Linked DNA regions of Sus scrofa: region 2 is linked to region 1. The links are chromatin contacts, called in public Hi-C maps. All regions are on one chromosome and are shown on one strand. Each heading gives the region's core, a stretch centred on a gene start, on an enhancer-like site or on the middle of the called end of the contact. The rest is flanking DNA. Distances are from core to core; before and after follow the strand shown.

Region 1 (4,320 bases), core at 1,070-3,569:
TATTCTGAATTTTAACCAAACTGGAGGATCAAAAAGTTAGTAGTATCCACAGGGTTTTTTTGTTTTTTTTTTTTTGTTTTTCTTTTTTTTTTACAAATGATCTAAGGAAGAGGAAGTAACACTATCAAGTTCACACATTTTGTGTTTGACTAAATGAGGACTCAATTCTCAGCTGTTTGATTCCGAAGTCTTGGAATTTTTCATGAGCTTTACTGAAATGTACTCCCTGGAGGTCAGCTTTTACCGACGGGTTCATTGGCGTCACGCCAGCTCCCCACAAGAAAGACTACAGTGCGACCGGCTCATCGCGTCTGTGGTTGGAGCTATTGAAGGGATCCTGCCAGGGCCGTTGTCTAACCACATCACACAGCAGTTTATGTGTTCATGGGAGAAATTCCTGGGGAATCAGTTTTCGATAAAACTGTGCTCTTTCCGAATAAGTGGTTTGTTTTATTTTCCTTGCAGAGAACTGTGACTAATCACCATCTTTCTTTGTTTTGGCTGTTAAGAAGCTTGGAGTCAAACTTGTTGCCTTTTTCTGTTACTTCCATGTGCTAATCTTATTCTGGATTTAGGATATTCCTTTTCTTATTTCCCCCCGGCTCTCATTCCCTTGATAACATCATTGAACGGTGCATATTTTTTATTCACTTCCAGAGTGCTTTTTTTGAATAAAACAAAATGAGTGCATTAAAAATACCATTCAGTATATATTCACCTCGTTTCTTGGCTTTGGTCTTTGCAAGTCCTGTTGGGTCAGATGCTGTTATTTTCCCAGGCTTAGAAAAGCCCTGATGGAACATAGGAACACAATTACTCAGCGCTTCTTGACAACCAGGATGTTAATGATGGGGATTTAAACCACAATAATTTATGAAAGTAAAAAAAATTCACAACCAACCATATGCTAATTTATTTCCTATGTAAATGACTGGCTGCTAGAGGCAGAGAAACATCAAGGGCAGGGAGCAGAAGATGAAGCAATGGCATCAAGTTCTGAACAACTCCCTCTGTTCCTTCAAGGCTGGTTCGTGTTCCCGTTCCCTGAGCTCGCTGCTCCCCTTGCCTTTATTACACTGCCGTGTGGTACAGATGGCTTCTTGGTTGGTATTGCTTTCCAAAGGCCCACGATAGGGCCATGGTGATAGAGAGAGAGATGGCATAGATAATGCAGACTCAATACATGTTTCTGGAATGAATGACTCAAGGGAACAGAGGAAAAATATTCAACAGAGGGGAGTAGGTGGTAAACTTGGAGGGTTTCTGGGGGAGTGACATGTACATTGTGTTTATGAAGTAAAAACATGTACGCCAGACAAAGAAGACAGGGCAGGAAATAGTGGGTGCAAAGTACACAGCTGTAGAGAGCCTGTGAGCTGGGGGATTGCAAATATTTCAGTTTGTCTCCAGTGTGGGCTCAGAGGGACTAAAAGAGATGAACGTGGAATGTGAATTTTATCTTGCGCCCTAGAGAGAGTCGTTGATGAATTTGGGGTAGGGGAAGGGGCAGGGTGTGAGATGATCACATATGCGTTTTAGGGAGATTACTTTGACTCCAGTGAGGACCGTGGATTGATGGCAGACATTTAGGAGGCTATTATATCAATCCGGGAGAGAAATGATGAAGCTTTTAATTAATTAGGGAGTGGGAGTTATGATGGAGGGCTTAAGGTGGTAGAATCAACAGACTTCGTGATCAATTGCATAGGGAGGATGGTGGGAGAGGGAAGGTCTATGATGCGTCCCCGTGTTTCTTTGTTGGTTAACGGGATGGATGTTGGTGTCATTTTCCCAAATAAAAATTTTTTTAAAACAAGAAGGTGAGGGGAGGGTGATTAAGTGAACTTTGGACACATTGCACTTATGATGCCAAGAGTAAAGCTGAATAAAGCAGGCTTGTAGATGCAAGGATCGAGAGCTCCAGAGATTGACTTGGCTAGACACTGCATGACTTGGGAGGCATCTGTGCAGAGCAGGACTGCCGAAGGCCTGAGCAGGACAGTGTCCAAGAAGATTAGAAGAGGGTAAAGATAGAACACCGTGAGACATTGACCTTAGGAGATGAGCAGAGGAAAGAGGATCCAGTGACGAAAGCTAAGAAAAAAAGAGCGAGAGGGCAAAATTAGTGCAATCTCAAAGCCAAGGGTGAAAAAAAAATACCAAGAAATAACGAGAGTCTTGCATTTGCAGCAATTTGACAGACTAGATGTTCTGAATAGTCCTCCTTTTTTTTTCTCTTTTTGTCCCCAGTCCTCTCCAGGGCCGCACCCAGGGCATATGGAGGTTTCTAAGCTAAGGGTCTAATCAGAGCTATAGCTGCCGGCCCTACGCCAGAGCCATATCTGTGACCTACACCACAGCTCACGGCAACACTGGATCCCCAACCCACTGAGTGAGGCCAGGGATCGAACCCGCAACCTCATGGGTCCTAGTCAGATTAGTTAACCACTGAGCCATGACAGGAACTCCCTCCTTTTGAAAAAAAAAAAAAAATCTGGATATAATTTTTTAAAATATTTTCAGATAAATTGTTGAACTGCTAGTAAAGAATCCTCAGAAGCAAAAAGTGTAATGCAGGCATGGATCCAGTGTGGTGAGCTTGCATTTTCTCAGAAAAATATCTATTTTCTTCCTTTTTTCCCCCTTTTACGGCTGCACCTGAAGCATATGGAAGTTCCTTGGCTAGTGGCTGAATCGGAGCTGCAGGTGACACCATAGCCACAGCAACACCAGATCTGAGCTGCATCTGCAACCTATCCTGTAGCTTGCAGCAACACAGATCCTTAACCCCCTGAGCAAGGACAGGGATCAAATCCACATCCTCACAGAGACAGAACACAGCCACAACAGAAACTCGGAAAAATCCCTATTGAACTCTAGAGAGCTTGAGTTTTCATTTTGATAGCCAGGTGGGGTACACAAACTAGGAGACAATGAGATGAAGAGTCTAATGGGAGATGCTACAGAAATGTGAGGACCCTAGTGTAACAGAGACAAAAAAAAAAAAAAAAAAAAAATATATATATATATATATATATATATATATATCAGCCCGGCAGAGGAGAAAAACCAAGAGTCTTGCCTCGTTTGAGTTGCTTATCTTCAGTAAAAGAGGGAAAAAGATAATCACCTGAGGAAAAAAGTTTCTCCTAAGAATTCAGAATTGCCAAGTAGACCTTACCCTGAATATAAAATCATTGTTAAAATTAAAAAAAACCACAAAATACTACACCACACAGTAAACATCACACTGAAACAATAATCAACAGAAATAATAGAGATCTTCTGTCATTTTAACAAAGATTATATACTCTAAAATTACCAAGCCAAGAGTAACAACTAAAATGTTTTAGGTATTAAAGAAATAAAAGAGTGAATAAGATACAGTTAAAAAAAAAAGTCCCTACAGCCACTATGGAGAACAGTTTGGAGATACCTTAGAAATCTATACATAGAACTTCCATATGACCCCGCAATCCCACTCTTGGGCATCTATCCGGACAAAACTCTACTTAAAAGAGACACATGCACCCGCATGTTCATTGCAGCACTATTCACAATAGCCAGGACATGGAAACAACCTAAATGTCCATCGACAGATGATTGGATTCAGAAGATGTGGTATATATACACAATGGAATACTACTCAGCCATAAAAAAGAATGACATAATGCCATTTGCAGCAACATGGATGGAACTAGAGAATCTCATACTGAGTGAAATGAGCCAGAAAGACAAAGACAAATACCATATGATATCACTTATAACTGGAATCTAATATCCAGCACAAATGAACATCTCCTCAGAAAAGAAAATCATGGACTTGGAGAAAAGACTTGTGGCTGCCTGATGGGAGGGGGAGGGAGTGGGAGGGATCAGGAGCTTGGGCTTATCAGACACAACTTAGAATAGATTTACAAGGAGATCCTGCTGAATAGCATTGAGAACTCTGTCTAGATACTCATGTTGCAACAGAACAAAGGGTGGGGGAAAAACTGTAATTGTAATGTATACATGTAAGGAAAACCTGACCCCCTTGCTGTACAGTGGGGAAAAAAAAAAAAAAAAAAAAAAAAAAAAGAATTAAAAAAAAAAAAAAAGTCCAGATTGTCGCTAATCAAAGGTACAGAAGGAGGCAAGTGAGAGACTGAGATGCAACAAAAACAAAAACAAACAAAGAAGAAACAAAGAAAAACGTAGCTCACAAAGACGAAGAACAGACCGGTGGTTGCCAGCGGTGGCAGGAACCTAGTGAGGGAAATAGATGATTTTCTCCATCAGGCCTTAGCAGGACAGCGGCGGAGGAAACAGAAATTTAAA
Region 2 (4,850 bases), core at 99-2,598, 510 kb before region 1:
AGGCCAGCAGCTTTAGCTCCGATTGGACCCCCTAGCCTGGGAACCTCCATATGCTGTGGGTGTGGCCCTAAAAAGACAAAAACAAAAACCCAAACTTGCAACTTCTCTCTCTTTTTTTTTTTTTGTCTTTTTGTCTTTTGTCTTTTGTCTTTTGTCTTTTGTTGTTGTTGTTGCTATTTCTTGGGCCGCTCCCACGGCTCAACTTCTCTCAAAGTTTTGACATCTTCCCCTAGTCTAGCTGGTTCTGTTACAGATGGGCCTGTTTCCCTTTGAAAAGGAAATATGTGTACGTGTGTGTGTGTGTTTGGTGTGCGTGATGTGTATGATGTGTGTGCATGTGGTATGTTGTGTGTTTTGTGTGATGTGTGTATGGTGTGTGGTATGTGTATGTGTGTTGTGTGATGTATGTGTGCGTGATGTGATATGTGTGTATGTGTGGTGTGTGTATGTGTGGTGTGTGTGGTGTGTGCTCTTCTCCAGGTAGTTCCTCAAGATCCCTTTCCACTTGGAGACTCGCCTTTCCATGGTCTTGGGCTCGGGTGTGAGGCCAGTCAACTGATCGGCCTAGAAAAGTAGTCAGTGTGCCATCCAGCTTCAGGCAGGGCCTCTGTCTGCCCGGCCAGCATTTGTCACCACAGTGTGACAGTGTCCAGTGGTATCAAGGGGAACAGGACGTGTGAGCCAATGTCAGCCTTGGCGGGGGTGGCAGGGCAGGGGGGCTGTGGGTCTGCTTTTAGATCCTTGGAATGCTCTTGGGAAAAAAATGTTTAGCCACAATTAGGGTCAGACAAGCAGGGCTCTTTGCCAATAGCAACCCTTTGCTTTCCTGTAAACAATTGTGAGGCAGCTCCTATTTTAACGGAATCACCCACTTGGCAACTGGGTAACAACAGTAAACCGATTGTTGCTGGCTTCTGTCGCTGTCAAAAAAAAAATTATTCCCCAAGTCTTCTGAGCTTTTTGCTTTATTAAGAAACCTGATCAATGTAGTTGGGTTGGTGTGTGGTCCGTCTGGGTTTATAGCCTGCCTGCTAACTCTACCACGAGGGGGTCACAGTGTAAAAACGTCTGGCTCCTTTTGCTGTGATTGGAGAAACCCCACGCGAACGGGAAGCCCACGGTTTCCTGGCGGGTCTCCCATGGCGGGGGCGGCGGCTGTCCCTGCCCTCGGCTGTGGCTCCTTCTGTCCTTCTCCGAGCCGCCCAGGCCTCTGCTCATGTGTGCAACCTTTTCAGAGGCCTGTTGACAGCTTGGAAAATAAAGCAGGCGATGCAAAGAGGCACAGGCACGTCACAGCTATATGACCAGCAGGCGGGCCAGCCTCCTGGCCGAGGATGAGCCAGATCAGCTGTCCAGCCAGACAGGCCTCCTCCTGGCGGAGCTGGGCCCTGGGCACCTCAGCCGCCCGGTGCTGGGCCCTCTTTGTCCTCCTGCGATGCTCCCTGAGGGCCAGGGCCACCAAATGGCCCAGATGAACCAAAAAGCAAGACTGTGATGTGGGCCCTGGGTAGGGTCTTTCCTGAGGCCTGGTTCACTGCCCTTCACAGTAGAGGCCGGTGGGGGGTGGGAGGCAGAGCCTGGGGCTGGAGGCCAACACAGGAAGGGCCACCAAACTAGGAGGGGACCCGCTGGGGACAGTGGAGACCCAGGAGGCCTTGCTGGCTTTGCTCAGGCTCAGGTCCTGTGCTTCTAGATACTGGGCGGTGTGGGGATAGGTTCAGACCGCGAGCCCTAGTCAGGGGGTCTGGGGCACTCACGGGGCGACAATGCTCACTGCCTGTGGGTGGCCCCCTTTCATCTCCTCTTTCTCTTATTTTCCTTCTTCTTTCTGCTTTTTATTGACACCAGCATGCAGAGTAATTATTCTCACTCTATAAAATAATTGTTCTTCTTCCTAAATGAGGTGAGGACTCTTATTTCTTTGGGCAAATATGTCAGGATCTCTCTGGGAGAAAAAAAGGAACAGAAGAGGTTCCTGGTTTGGGTACCAGTGTGCGGCCTGGAAAGACCCCAGACAGTGAAAGGGGCCTTGAGCACCTCGCCACCGCCGCTCCCATGTAAGGAGCGCTCACGGTGATCTTGCCCTAAAAACGTGCTGACCTGTTCAGGAACCTGTGTCTCTGGGGCCCGCCTGTGCCTTGGCATCCCCTCTGCCCCATCCCTGCCCTCGTGCTGCAGAGTGTGGCCATCAGGTCCAGTGTGATCAAGCCCCCTTCTAGGCTGGACTCGAGAGGTTACATAAATGAGATGGCGGCCTCTGCTTCTGCCCAGAGAGCTGTTTACAAACACGCTCTCCCCTCTAACCAGACTGAGAGGTGGCACTGGCATCACGAACCTTGAGGTTCGTCACCATGACGTGGATTGTCCAGTGACCCTGAAGACCTGCTGAGGTCAGAAAACAGGAATGGAAGATGGTCTCCTCGAGAGCAGAAGGCTGGGAGTCTCTCAGGGGCTACGACAGAACCTCCTGTCTTTAGATGACTTAATGGGTGGAGGGGATTCAGCGTACATTGCTGAAAATCTAGAAAGTATCACAAATGAAGGCAAAGACCACCTCCGTGAGGACACCTGAGAGCCTGCCCTTCTCCCTAGATGCTCTTTGACTCGGTCGAACCAGGCCATAAGACGCCTCTCGAGCCTCCTGTACCTCCTCTTTTGTACCAACGGGTCCCCTTCCGGGAACACGCTTCTCACAGCACCCATCACAGCCAGCGTTTCTTGAGCTATTGCTTTGGGACAATGCGCTAAAGACGAGCGTCACGTGAACTGTCTCGCCTCATCCTCACAACCACATTGTGAAGCAGGTGATCTCATGTCTGCATCGTACAGCGCTGGACGCTAAGAGTGTAAAGACGCGAGGAACGTCTCCAAGGTTGCACTGGTAGTACGAGGTGGCGTGGGCTTGCATCTGGGGAAGCCTGTGTCCTTAACCCTGAAATGGGCCAGTAGAGAGAAGAATCTTTTTTTGGTCACATCCTGGGCATGTGGAAACTCCCAGGTCAGGGACTGAATCTGAGCTGCAGCGGTGACGCACCAAAGGATCAGTAGTAATGCCAGATCCTTCAACCCACTGTGCCAGGCAGGGAATAGAACCCGTACCTCCACAGTGACCAGAACCACTGCCGTCAGATTGCTGTGTTATTTTTTTTTTTTTTATGGCTGCGCTTGTAGCGTGTGAAGTTCCCAGGCTAAGGGTTGAATCTAGAGCTGCAGCTGCAATCTACGCTGCAGCTTGTGGACACCCAATCCTTACCCCACTGAGCGAGGCCAGGGATGGAACCTGAATCCTCACGGACGCAGTGTCGGGCCCTCAACCTGTTGAGCCACAGTGGGGACTCCAAAAGAGAAATCCTCTAAGGACCAGTTTGAATGCAAGAGACTTTCTTCCTCCACGATCAAGCGCTCCCTTGCTGGTGGCTCCAGCGTCCAGCGTAACGTGCCATGCTGCCCCCAGGCCATCTGTGTCCCCATGTGCATCTTCCTCAGGCTCTACATCACCACACCACGTGTCCCACATGTGCCTTTAGGGATCCACAAGTGTCCCAACAGACTGGACTCCTATATAAGCAAGTTAAGTTAAAAAAGAATAAGGTGATAGTTGATGCGGGTTCTGCTTTGTACACACATGATTTCCCATTATCCCTACAATCCTCCTGAGAAATCAGACTCAGGAAGGGCAATAACTTGCCTGAAGTCACGGAGGTAGAGGGACACGGTGAAGCGCCAGCTGCCAAATGGTCAGACCCCAAAGGTCTTGTACTGCAGGACCTTCCTTCCAAGCCCTGGGTGTGTGGGCAGGGAGGCCACATCAGGGTTGGATGAGACTTGGAGGTATCTTCTCATGAGCGGGGTTTCTGTGTAAGTCACACCAAGTGATGTCACACCAAAGCATCGTTGGTGGCAACAGCTCCAGCCCAGAAGAAGCTAATGGAGCCCACAGCCCCAAAGGCAGTCTAGTTGCTGCTCCTGAAAGATGAAATCTAGCAACACCCCCCACCCCCTTGATCCTCAGCAGCTATCAAATGCATGAAGCATCATATGTCATCAGATGTGTCACTCTGCGCAATTAAAACTAGGTTCTGCTATTCCTGGGAAACGTATTTTTAGTTTAAGCTGGGGTGTAAGGAGATCTCTAAAAATAACACCGTGAAAGGTGAGGCTAAGTGTAGGGGCCGGGTTCACCCCAGTGCTGAGGCTTAAAACATTAGTCATGGTCCATTTAAAGCCAGGCAACCCTGGGCCAACTGTTGTTTTGTTTTTTTTTTTGGCTTAAATAGGAGTTTGGTTCATCCTCTTTGGACCTGACTCAGTTTCCACGTCCATGGTGGTGGTCTGAGCGAGAACAACCCAGCACGGAGGCCATGGGGGAATTTTCCAGCTGCAAAAGCACCTCGGCTGCTTTGTCTCTGAGGGGCTCTGGTTACACTCAGGCAAGAGGCTTGAATAGTGAGGGTGGAGACCACCCCACAGCCGGTCGGCTCACTGCCCTGCTGTGCGCTGGCTCCTCTCAGAATCATGTGCTCCCTGAGATTTTGGCTGCAGGAATACCAAGTGATGCCCTGCTGGGCCGTGGACGGTCCGAAAGCTCAGACGCCGAATACGGCTCCCAAGGCCGTTCAGAGCAGATGTGAGAAACTTCAGGATTTTAATCATTCCGGGCTTTGGAGGGGATAGCGTTTTCCTGGACAGAGAAGCCCGGTATTAAGTGTACCGCCCACAGGGATGCTGAGCGCGGGCACACAAGCTGACGCTCACGGCTCCCGAACACATGCACGGGTGCCCTCGCCAAGGCTCCTGCTCCCGTACTTACGGCGGTCCTGACAGCAGCAGATGGTCGCCCTCCAATCTCT

Evidence for each region. Hi-C and Micro-C count contacts between places; a contact is called where the count stands out from the background.
Region 2: a Hi-C map of skeletal muscle shows a contact between it and region 1, with 2.3 times the contacts expected there. The contact joins two enhancer-like sites. A contact is called at or near these places in 2 of 47 Hi-C or Micro-C datasets (epiblast stem cells and skeletal muscle) and 1 of 2 datasets of contacts at active chromatin or transcription factors (skeletal muscle).

Annotation. Positions count from the first base shown.
Region 1 is chr10:10,605,055-10,609,374 of Sscrofa11.1, reverse strand. All of the region lies in intron 1 of LOC110255632 (a long non-coding RNA gene), which reads left to right. Among named protein-coding and RNA genes, the nearest start is that of DUSP10, 300 kb to the left of the region's middle. Within about 2 kb of position 2,319, at least 2 of the 83 cell types and tissues checked have an H3K27ac peak or open chromatin away from gene starts, as enhancers often do. A contact at or near this core is called in skeletal muscle, where this site is marked.
Region 2 is chr10:11,112,084-11,116,933 of Sscrofa11.1, reverse strand. All of the region lies in intron 5 of LOC110255736, which reads left to right. Among named protein-coding and RNA genes, the nearest start is that of TRNAT-UGU, 200 kb to the left of the region's middle. Within about 2 kb of position 1,348, at least 14 of the 83 cell types and tissues checked have an H3K27ac peak or open chromatin away from gene starts, as enhancers often do. A contact at or near this core is called in skeletal muscle, where this site is marked.